3 separate regions of the Zea mays genome follow, and regions 1 and 2 are each linked to region 3. A link is a contact called in public Hi-C data. All regions are on one chromosome and are shown on one strand. Each heading gives the region's core, a stretch centred on a gene start, on an enhancer-like site or on the middle of the called end of the contact. The rest is flanking DNA. Distances are from core to core; before and after follow the strand shown. Region 1 holds the start of LOC100281453 (zinc finger homeodomain protein 1). Region 2 holds the start of LOC100193467. Region 3 holds the start of LOC100193142 (Dof zinc finger protein DOF2.1).

Region 1 (3,641 bases), core at 1,113-3,612, 150 kb before region 3:
AAACCCCAACGCATGCAATGACAATGCAGCTGCACACAGAGCAGGGCACGATGCTCCGGGCTCCGGAGCGGCTGCCCTGCCAAAAGGAATCCAACAAGCCCAAAAAGCGAAGTCAAAAGGAGGGCGCCCAAGAGAGCGTTGCATCAAGCAATGCAATGGCAATGCAGGGAGCAGGGTTGCAGCAGCACTGGTACGACACTCCACATACCCAAGCTGCGCGTGCACCATCTCCGAATGAGATAGAGGACAGCAGGAGGGAGAGAGAGAGCCCTAAAACTAACACATTGAACATTATTACCACAAGAAAGAGGTGTAATGGATGTCAAAGCAAGCGCCATTGACGCTAGCAGTAACCTAATAATGGAGGTAAAGGTTTATCCAAGAAAGCAACGAGAGGACGACGGAAGACTGGAAGTAGAAGTATGGATGGATGAGATGACTAGATGAGATTAGGTCACATAATCATATTAATCCCTCCTAACTTCTGCTGCATGATGAGTCAACTTCTTAACAACCGGGATGTCACTGAAATTACAAGGGAGGAAGAAGGATAAAGAAAGGAGCTAATAAGCTAATGACATCGTCTGATCCTCCCGCATTACTCTGCGACTACTCGGTACTCACTCATGCATATCATGCTGCTGCTCCTGCTGCGGCGGCGGCGGCGGGTGGTGGTGATGGTGGATGTGGTGCGGCGGAGGTGGAGGTGGGTGGTGGTTGTGGTGGCGATGCTGCTGCGGCGGCGGCGGGGGCTGGGCCTGGGCCTGGGCCTGGGAGGATGGGGGCGAGGGCGGGACCTTGGCGAGGTGCTTGTTGTTGTGCATCCACACCTTGAGGACGCGCCGGGAGACGCCGACCTGGGCGCAGAAGACGTCCACGGCGTCGGCGTCGGGCTTGTGGATGCGCCAGCCGACGCGGTGCGCGAACTCGCGCATGCGGTCCTTCTGCTCCGCCGTGAACTTGGTCCGGAAACGCTTCTTGCTCGGCGCCGGGGGAGCGGAAGCCGACCCCGCTAGGGCCACCACCTGCGCGTGTGGCGGCGGCGGCGGCGGCGCGGCCGGGTGCGCGGGCGCGTGGCCTCGCAGCTCCTCGCTCGACGACTCGGTCAGCGCGGCGGGCGCGGACGCCGGGGACGCCGGGACGTGCGGCGGGCGCGTATGCATGTGCGGCGGGGCCATGAGCAGCGGCATGACACGGGACGAGTTGGCGCTGGCGCGGGCTGTGGGGGTCACCACCGGCACCGCCGAGGGCGATACCACCGCCGCCGCGGCGGCAACGCCGCCGGGGATCGCCTCGCGTCGGTGGAAGCTGCGGTGGCAGCCGCAGGCGGCGCAGGCCAGCGCGGCGGCCCCGTCGCTCCCGGACGGCATGAACTCGCAGCAGCCGTCGAGCACGTGCGCGCCAAGCCGCGCCGCGTGGTTGCGCAGGCACTCACGGTACCGCCACTGGGGTGCCTCCACCACGGGCCGCACGGACGCGAGGCCGAACGTAGAAGAGGCCGCCGATGGGGGCGCGGCGCCACCGCCGCCGCCGAGAACGCCATTATTATTCCTCACTGGTTCTTGGTGGCGCCGGAGCTGGGGCTGCTGCGCTCCCGCGGCTCTGTCCCTCTCCCTCTCCCTCTCCGCTTTCCTCGGATGGAGCTGCGGCGGCTGGCGGTGAGCCGGCAGGAAGCCTGGTGGAGGCAGCGGTGGCTGCGTCACCAGAGATGAGTTGGGAGGCAAGAGCGGCCTCGAGAAGGCGGCGGAGTCCATCAGGGAGGCGTGCGAGCCGAGCCCAAGAGCTTGGGCTTGCACCTCCTGCTGCTGTGGAGTGCCTAAGGGTGCCGCCGCCGCCGTGGTGTAGCGATGGCTTCTGGCCTCCTCATCCTCGTCCTCCTCCTCTTCCTCGTCTTCTTCCTCCTCCTCCTCCAGCTCATCCTCGTCTTCATCCTCCACATGCGATGATCTCTTGTACTCCATGGCTTCGGCTACCGAGCTTGGTTGGGGGCTCGCAGGGTTTGGTGGGCTCTTTTTTTAGAGCTAGGAAAAGGGTTTCTTGGGGGATGGGAGGAGGAGACGGTGGTGTGGTGGCGATTGTATTGCTTGGTAGAGCTAATTAAGCTAGATCATTACAAGAGAGTGGTAAAAATGCACTAAACCATACCAACCGCAACAACAGTTTTGGCACAAAGTGGGGAATGTTTTGGCATGGAGAGCTAGCTAGAGGGCAAACAAATCCATCTTTTCCGTCCATCATCCATCTATGCATGCAGATGCACCCTGAAGGGACCGAGGCCAGGGAGGAAGAAGGGAACAGCAGCAGCAGCGGGAGAGAGAGAGAGAGAGGAAGGGGAAGAGGAGGTGGTGGTGACACGGGCTGGAGAGAAACCGAGCGAGTGCCTACTGCCTAGGCAGCCTTGTCTTGGCTTGGGTTATTGGGTGTGTGTTTGAATGAGTCTATAGGTAGTCTACCACTCCCCCACAAGGCCAAGGCCAATGGTGAGAGTGACGGAGGAGAAGGCCATGCCCACCGACCGACAGGGCCATGTTTCACCCCCTCCCACACCTGCACTATGGCCTACCGGCCGGCCTGCTACCACCACCTCTCCTCCTCATTGTCACTCTCTGTTCTAGGTTTGGCTTTGAACCGTACCGTTTTCTCTATAGATTGTATCTATATAGATTGTATCTGTAGTAGTAATAGTTCGAAAAACTGACTATGATCCGAAGCAGCGAACAGTACAGTAGTTTTGCTTAATTGCACTCAACTGGCCGGGCTCCTGTTTACAAGTTGTGCCGGGTGGCAGTGACCTACTCACCACACCCGCAATAAGTGCAGCTGTGTGGTATTTACTCCAAGTACATCCATGCGTGTCTCCTACGTACTGCCTCGCACCTCCTGCTGCATTTACGCGCTCCCCTCTGAACTCATCAGCTGCTAGTACCAGTACCGGCGCCCTGTACTGTACGTATGGTAAAAATATGACAGTGTCCCTGTTTTTTTTTTTCAAAACCTTCACCTGATCAAGCAACTGACCTCAAAATCCACACTTGCATTGCTAGCAGACCTTACTGCAGTGAAGTCTGAAATAAGAAATGTGACGAGATAAAGGATAGGTAAGCTCGCATTACTGCAGTTGCTTGACATGTGGGTTCGTTCTTTCAGGGGTGTAGCAGTAAAGATCTCCCCATTTAAATTTTCTTGAACCATCGACGACGACCTGCCGTACGAGCAGGCCGCCAGGGCACCCTAAAATCCAAGCTATAGTATCTCCTACCATATTCCCAAAGCACGAAGCCACCAGTAGCTAGCTAGGGGGGTCTATAGCCTACCTGTCGTACATGGGGGGTTTCACGCACCAACAACAACGCCTAGCTAGCTAGGGGCAGAACGGTCATCGGATGCCGGACACAGCTTTGGGAATTGAGGACGCTGGGGTCCCTTTGGCGAACACCGTCGTCATTTGGGTGTGCCACGGTCTGCCACTACCATACATACCATCGATGCCCTCTGTCATGCTTCCATCCCCGGCCCTCTTCTTCCTTCCACGGCTTCGCTTTCAAGTTCCACTTCCACACCTCGTCTCCTCAGCCCTCACTGCCTGAGTGCCTGGGCGGCGTTGCAGTTTCCATCTCTCTTTCTACTAGCTTGTCTTTATT
Region 2 (4,083 bases), core at 50-2,549, 180 kb after region 3:
GACAAACACGAAGGCCGCGGGTTTCCCCTTTTACGCCTGTCCCCCTCCGGCTTCTTCCCCCTTCGCGCTCCGTCTCGCGCCGACCCATCTGGGCTGGGGCACGCGGCGACAATTTACTCGTCGGTCCAGAAACCCTCGGGTTCGAAACGCCGACAATTATATTTCGGTTTTCGGTTAATTCAGTTTTTTAATCTAGAACAGAAAGTATCTCATTTGTTTTGGTTTTCTGAAATATGAATCAAAATTTATAAGGATGATTTCGGTTTCGTTTTAAGTTAATTTATAAGGATTATTTTGTGAGTCCTATTCACCGGGCGACGAACACAGATCAGGTATTCTCTTCCTGCCGTGCGAGAGATAATTGCCATTATGGAAGAAGAGAGGGGGTTTCGACGAAATGGAGGCGTTGGCGTTGGCTTCTCTGTTTTGGAGACGCAGCTGACAGACAAACTCTAAAATGGATACAAGACACTCAATTAGGGCTGCACAACAGATATTAGTGTCCTTTCACCATTTACCGTCGCCGAGCTCAGACGTCGTTTGGCGTCGTCTTCTTCTCCGTTGCGGAATCAGATCTCCTTGAGCATGGCCGCCACGTCCTTCATCGTCCGGCGGTCGTCCGGCGCCGCGCTCACGCACAGCAGCACCACTCCCATCACCTGCAGCATCTCCTCCACCTCTGAACTCGACCGTCGCCGGAGCGCCGGATCGAGCACGCCGGCGCGGTCCCTGCACCGCCGCACCCAGTCCACCACGTGCAGGCCGTCTGGGATCGTCGGGTCGATCGGCTGCTTCCCCGTCAGCACTTCCAGCACCACCACGCCATAGCAGCCCTTGCCGATGATGTTGGCGTCCACCAGGCTCCTCACCACCTGGTCCACGGAGAAGCTCAGCTTCTGGAACGGCGTGAACTGCCACGGCCACGACAGCTCGCCGCCGCTCTTCCCCCCAAAGCCCATCCGCCGCTAGGTTCCTGGATTGGGGAAGCAGGCCGCAGGAACAGGAAACGGCGGCTAGGGTTTCTAGATGGGAAAGCAGCCAGCGTCAACAAGAAACAGTGGCGCCAGGTTTTTGACGGCGTGAGCACGAAGTGAATTTAATATTGACGCCAGACGTAAATCTCTGTTTGTTGTCCATATCAGAAATAGTCTGTCCGCTGCGTCTCCAAAACAGAGAAGCCAACACCAACGCCACCCCTTCTGTCTTCTTCCATAATGGCAATTATCTCGCCGTGCGAACCCCTGCACCCGAACCCTCACTTAAAAACTAGTCCCCTTGCGAAAAAATTGGTCCGTCCCTGCCTCAGTCTGCACTCTACGATGGCGGCGCCTCCGGCCACGGCTCCCGCGACCGCCCGATGTCTGTCCGTCGCCAAGTCGTGCTGGGCTGCCGAGCGGAGCTCCAGCTCGTTTGTCCTCTCGGCTCCTGCGACTGGCCTCCGGCAAAGTGGGAGCCGCGTCCTCAGCATCCGTGCCAAGGTGAGCGTCGGACAAGATTTTCGTTTCCGCAGATTTGGCTACTCTACTGAGCGCCAGTGACTTCCTTTACTAGTTTGGTTTGTGTGGAGTATGGTGCTTAAAAAAACCTTTGCAATCGTCTCATCCAAATCCCATGCTCCCATGGGATTCTGAATCCCATATTTATAAGCCACAGATTGTTTTACCCCTATGGGATTAAGCTGTTCTGTGTTCTTCCATGCAGGTTGCCACTGGCCTGCAGAGGGCCTGCATTGCGGATGATGGAGGTGGGTTGTCTTTACTAGCTGTTCAGATATCAAGTTTTGTATTCGGCAGTCGGCACGTGGAGTATGCGCTTGGGATTTTGTAGCACGATTCATCAATTATGTACCTTACAATTTAAGAGCTCTATTATTTCTGGTTTCACTATTTTTGAAATCTCCATGCAGCGGAAAGGCCGTGGAAGCTCAGTGATGCTCGTCTTGTCCTGGAAGATGGATCAGTGTGGACGGCCAAGTCTTTTGGTGCTTCAGGAACACAAGTTGGTGAAGTTGTTTTCAACACATCACTGACAGGGTAAATCATTTTGGACTGAGTTACGCTTTTGTCTAAGTGGGGCGATGTTTTGCATGTCTTTTGGTTATTGTTTATCTGAGTGGTGGTATGTTTCGCATCTCTTGGTTGGTTATTATTTGTTTTCTCAGTCAAACAGGCAATCCTCATACTAGGACTTTAGATATTTGATTGGGGCGCGGGCGCACTTACTCCTGTAACCTAACAAACCTCCCCGATTTCACTGTACCTGTATCACATATTGATTTAGTTTAGTCATATAGTTATATGAAGCAAATGAAAACAAATGACTATAAATTTGGTTCCAGCTTACAGTCAGCTCATTGTACCTGGAAATTTCAGTGTTACAAGCTTCCGTTTACATCAAATTTGATGTGACAGAATTGTTTGGGATCAATTGCTGAATTTTGGTTGTTCTTGCAAGAAGAGGGGTGAGTGAGCGGGAGAACTTCATTGAGGTGAGACAACCTGGGGAGATAATATTATTCATCATATTCAGCGGAGGCATTGGGCTCTGGAGAAGTGGAGATAGAGAGATTGTTAAGTCGTTAGAAGTTAGGCTTGTTATAATAGCTAGATTTTTTGGCTTATTGTTTGACAGAGATTGTACTAGTTTTAACATTCATAGTGCTGCACTTCCTCGACAAACCTTTCTGTACTATTGAACATGACTTGTCGATGCAGTTATGTTGATGATTATGCACCATAATTCTAGGTAGGACTAAGAATTGTTACTTACATGGCACATTTGTGGTTGCAGCTATCAGGAGATTTTGACCGATCCAAGTTATGCTGGTCAGTTTGTCCTAATGACCAATCCTCATATTGGGAACACTGGCGTTAATCCTGGTTTGTTACTTCTCTACTTGAGAGATTTAATATGCCTTTTTTTTTTGACAATTTAGCATGAAATGAAGTATAATGCTCTTACAGATGATGAAGAATCAAACCAATGTTTTCTTGGTGGCTTAATCATAAGAAATCTAAGCATATGGTTGGTTTTTTCCCTTTGGTTTTGTTTTTTGTCATTTTAAAAGAACTACCTTCTCTTTATCTGCTAAAATGATATTTTCTGTTGTAGTACTTCCAACTGGCGATGCAAAGAAACACTTGAGAAGTATCTGATTAAGAGGAACATCATGGGAATATGTAAGTGATAGAACCTAACATCTCTCTCTAACATCATGGGAGTATGTAAGTGATAGAAGCTAACATCTCTCTCTCTCTCTCACGACTCAGTCACACGTGTGCAACAAAGAATTATTTAAATTCACCATGGATTTACATTTTTGACAGATGATGTGGATACACGTGCTATAACACGAAGATTAAGAGAAGATGGTAGTCTTATTGGTGTCTTGAGTACTGATCAGTCTCTGACAGACAATGAGTTGTTAGAAATGGCCCAAAAGTGGAAAATTGTTGGTATGTTAAAACTTTATCAAGCAGCGATGTGCAATGTCCTTGAAAGAAGTGACTTCTTTTTTATGCACACTTCAGTATCTATCTCCACTGATGAACCTAAATGACTGCATAGTGGTCAGCTTAGATATAATAGATTTCTTTTCCCAACATATTCCAGTGAGAACTAATTTTTATATTTATTGAGTTGTTTATTCTTTTGCTTTTGATTTATGTTATTTGAATTAAAGAGCTGTTGTTCTGATATCATAATCGTTTTGACCTTTGAAAGAATTAGGTGCAATTGGATATTAATCAGTGAATTATCACTTAAAAATTTGATGGGTTCAGAAAAGAAAATTACGGGATTGTAAGAAACAGCTAAAATATAAATTTTTAAAATTGGTTGGATCTGTTGGAATACTTTGATTTCCTACTGTTTCAAGGGAGTGATTTATAGTGTGTTTGGTTTGAGGAATGAACTAGTCCATCATCTTTCCACTCACTTTTTTATTTGGTTTGTGTAATGAGTTGATCCCTCATCACCTCACTCCTCATAGTTAGTTACAACAACAACAACAACAAAGCCTTTTTGTCCCAAGCACGTTGGGGTAGGCTAGAGATGAAACCCCGTATGAAAACCTCAGAGCTC
Region 3 (3,774 bases), core at 604-3,103:
CGGCGTGCATGGGCGGCCTAGGGCATGCGATCAGTTCCGCTGACGGTGAGGACGACGATCCGCCCATCCCAGGCTCCTCGGGGACGACGATGCCCTGAAAAGCACGAGACCACGTTTGTTGCATAGTGATCGCAAATCATGATGAGCCGTGCAGTGACAGAATGGAAGCCTCGGAATGCGTGAAAGAGGTGCGTGCAAAAAGATCCAGAGATTATTATGGTTTTCATGATGGAGGCATCATGTAGATCAGAGTTTCTAGATCTCTGATCTGCCAATGGTGAATCCGTAGCTTTTGAAATCACGTTGGTCAGTCTCTGTTGCCTGGCCGCCACACATCTGATCCTTTGCGCGCGCGTAGTTTCGTTTTTTTATTGATTTCTTATGCATTATGCAGGCACTTCCTATAAACTCGTACTAGATAGAATTGTCAGTGAGATTACATAAAATCTTGTGCTCGTTCATCATGTCCGCCATGGCGCCATCATGTATTTGAAGAATGGTCTCATCGTGCTGCTAGGTAACATCTGGTCTAATTAAGCTTGAAAACACATAACATGATAAGAACATCGTCTACCGTTCATACATATATGTGCTTATTACTTACTAGTTATCATTAACAAAAAATAGTGTTTTCCCTAATAAAATTATGGTAAAATATCGACAAGTATATTTATTCACGTTGTTCTTTTCACGTGTTATGTCGACAGTCAAAGAGATCGATATACACGGCTTTTGCAGTGTTCTAAAGTTAAAGCCATGTAGATCAGATGTACTTGTTCAGATCTCTCTTTATCTCTCTTGTTGCTTTTGCTTGCAATTAATATATGGGTAAGAATCTGACGGTAGTGCAGGTGCAGTACACTTTATTATACTGTTTATGTGGTTGTTTCCTTTGTGTTTTTCGACATATTTGTGAGCAATAATCCTTCCAGAGTTTCATCGGTTAGTTTCTTTGTTGGTTTAAGTAAGATATAACGATCCTTGTGGACCTATTAATTGGATATCTCCTGTGATCGATCATAGTAGTTTCATAAAGGTTATTATTACGATCTCACTGCCTTTGATCAGATTAAGTCTACACTAATAAACAACCATTATTGTAGAGAGAGCAGAGACATACAACTTAGTAGTACGTTATGACAAAAAAACAACAGATAATTAAAGAGATATATAGCGCAGAGATCAACAAAGAGAGGAGCTAGTGAGCTGCCAGAAAGGAATTATATATGTTAGTACAAGAACCCAGGTATGTGGTCACGGTATATACGTACCTTGAGCCAGTCGGAGTCCATGCAGATGTGCATCGTCGGCGGTGCCCCGGCCATCATCGTCGGTCGATCACCAGCAGCAATATGATCTGACTACGACCTAGCAACGAGCAGCGACGATCAAGGTGTGTTCTACTTCTCTGCTGCCAAACAGATCAACGAGCAAACACGCAAAACCTAGCTACGACACACACCAAAAGAAATACGTATAAACACACAGCTGGTAGCTAGTAGCTACTACTTGATTGATTACCCTACCTGATCATATTATAGAGCACTAACTGAAATTCCTTCTTGCCGCTGGTGCCTGCCTTGTTGTCGATCGACGAACTGGAAGGTACGCAGCGAGGACGGTACGTCGGAGGAGACGATAGATGCACCGATCGAGCGACGCGCGATCGATTTGCAGCGGCAAACAAACCGGAAGGCCGGGCGATCGATTTGCAGAGGAAGAAGAGAGGATGGATGGATGGATGGTGGTGCCGGCGGCTGCTGGTGAGGAGATGTGAATAAGAAGGGGAGGAAAAGTTGCGCGCCCGAACCCAACCCCAACTCCCACACCGGAGTGATTAGCAGGCGGGTTTTGGTGATAGATCGAGAGCGAGGAAGGAACTGAGGAACGCAGCAGTAGTACTGGTACGACAGAAGCGCTAGCAGGCGGCAGCAGCAGGCAGCAGCGTGCCGGGCGGTGCCGGTGCGTGGCTGCGTGCATGTTGCTGGGCTCCGCGCACCACGGGCCGGGGCTGGCCCACGGTGTCGGGGCCAGCAGCGCCCGGCAGCGTGGCGGACTGGAGCGCGGTGAGTGGACAGTGGAGACACGTCCGGCAGGAGGGGAGACTAGGAGAGGAGAGGATGGGAGGAGAGAGAGAGAGACGGAGGCCGGAAGAGTGAAAGGCGGGCGGCCTAGCTCGTCGCGTCGGCTTCCGCGCTGCCGGCGGTCCCCGCAGCTGGGTTCCTTGAGGCCCGCGCGGCCCCCGCCGCCAGTTCGCATCCCGAGGCGTGCGCGGTTGTCGTCGGCCGGGCCCGTCCGTCTCCGTCCTGGTTCGGCGGCCATCCATGATCCATCCCTTCACTTCACCAGCCTACCCCTACGCTACTGGCTGGCTGGCTGCTCACCATCCACAGGCCAGTGGCTATTGATCGGCTGTGCGCGCGTGTGCGTGGCGTGCTGGTCCAATTTATTTCTTCATTTATTTTGTTACAAAAAAATGACAGTGATATACATAACATTTGTTTATGCTCTTAATATGTCATGGAATTTTTTTAGAGAGAGAAAAAAATGTATATTCTAGCTACTTAGTAGGATAAAGAGAGGTACTGTAGTAGCTCTCTCTAGTGGATCAGAATACTTGATGCGTCACCGTTACGAGACGGCAGAATGTCAGTTTGAGCAAATACGCTAGCCGCCTAGCCGGAAAGGCAGAGTGACGTGGCTTGGATTGTGGTGATGCGTAGCCAGGACGACACCACTCCGGCCACGTGGAATATTTCGGTCCCAGTGAGGAAAGGCCAGAGACGAGAAAACCGACCGAAAAAAGCGCACTCCAACTGGGCCCATGCGTCTTGACCGGATCGCTGCTTCGACCGTCGTCGGCGGCGGCGACATTGAGATATGCGCCGTAGTTCCAAAAAGTACGTACGGCGAAAACGGATTCCTAGTCTATGTACGTAGTACGGAGTACAGTACGTATGTATGGCGGCGGGCGTTATGGGTGAGATTTTTTTTCTTCTTCTTGGGACTGTTCAAAAGCATGTTTTTGTGGGTCCAGCCGGCCGGCCATGGCCATGGTTCGAAAGGGGGGCATGTGTGGGAGCAAACAAGAGACAGATATAGCAGAGCCGAAGCATCTCTCCCTGTCGCCTCTTCTTCCTCTTCCGGATTCAAATGTCGTTTGCTTTGCGCTTTAAAGCTTGCCTTTGCGAGCTCGCACCCCGCAAGCAAGGTATCCGTTCGCATCCCCCCTCAATAACCTAATGATCTGTGCGACGCAATGCACGCATGCCCATCGGCGTCAGTCCGACGACGACTACCACAGCGTTTCCGTTCCAGCGCGCTTGCCTTGCCTTGCCGGCGTCACTACTGTCACAGCCTAATATTGATCTGTGCACCGCACGGTGTCGCATCGCGTTCTCACGCTCTGCTGTGTTCCGGCCGGTGTGGACGCGTGGCAGTTGCTGATGTTCGATGCCGGCTTGTGAGTTTCTGCGAAGAAAACTCGGGCATTTGAAACCACCGTGCTCACTGCTCACCCAGTCACCCCTGCTGCAGCTAGCTGGTCGACGAGCTCTGCATGCATGCAGGCCGGCCGGTAGTTTTGTCAGAACGCAGGATTTGTTAAGCTGCTGTTGCAATTCTTCGGGTAAAATCGATGCATCTATAGCAAGACACACACGATGACTAAAACTATGCTTAATTATTGCCAAAGCGCATCGAGCTAGAGAAACGAATCGAACTGCCAGTAGAAGCAGGATGGACAACGAACGACACGTAAAAATGTTCACGTCA

The links. A called contact is a pair of places that touch in the nucleus more often than the background predicts.
Region 1: a Hi-C map of bundle sheath shows a contact between it and region 3, with 3 times the contacts expected there. The contact joins the promoter of LOC100281453 here to the promoter of LOC100193142 in region 3. A contact is called at or near these places in 8 of 25 Hi-C or Micro-C datasets (bundle sheath, ear, leaf and 1 more).
Region 2: a Hi-C map of ear shows a contact between it and region 3, with 3 times the contacts expected there. The contact joins the promoter of LOC100193467 here to the promoter of LOC100193142 in region 3. A contact is called at or near these places in 3 of 25 Hi-C or Micro-C datasets (ear, endosperm and tassel).

What each region holds. Positions count from the first base shown.
Region 1 is chr4:165,285,243-165,288,883 of Zm-B73-REFERENCE-NAM-5.0, forward strand. It overlaps LOC100281453 (zinc finger homeodomain protein 1), which reads right to left and starts at 2,363. Exons shown (of 1, transcript NM_001154371.2): 1 at 445-2,363. The coding sequence starts at 1,961. The coding sequence ends at 621.
Region 2 is chr4:165,622,590-165,626,672 of Zm-B73-REFERENCE-NAM-5.0, forward strand. It overlaps LOC100193467, which reads left to right and starts at 1,300. Exons shown (of 11, transcript NM_001138583.1): 1 at 1,300-1,478; 2 at 1,702-1,744; 3 at 1,907-2,033; 4 at 2,791-2,879; 5 at 2,964-3,024; 6 at 3,112-3,179; 7 at 3,327-3,455. The coding sequence starts at 1,320.
Region 3 is chr4:165,438,486-165,442,259 of Zm-B73-REFERENCE-NAM-5.0, forward strand. It overlaps LOC100193142 (Dof zinc finger protein DOF2.1), which reads right to left and starts at 1,854. Exons shown (of 3, transcript NM_001138300.1): 1 at 1,527-1,854; 2 at 1,272-1,368; 3 at 1-94. The coding sequence starts at 1,328.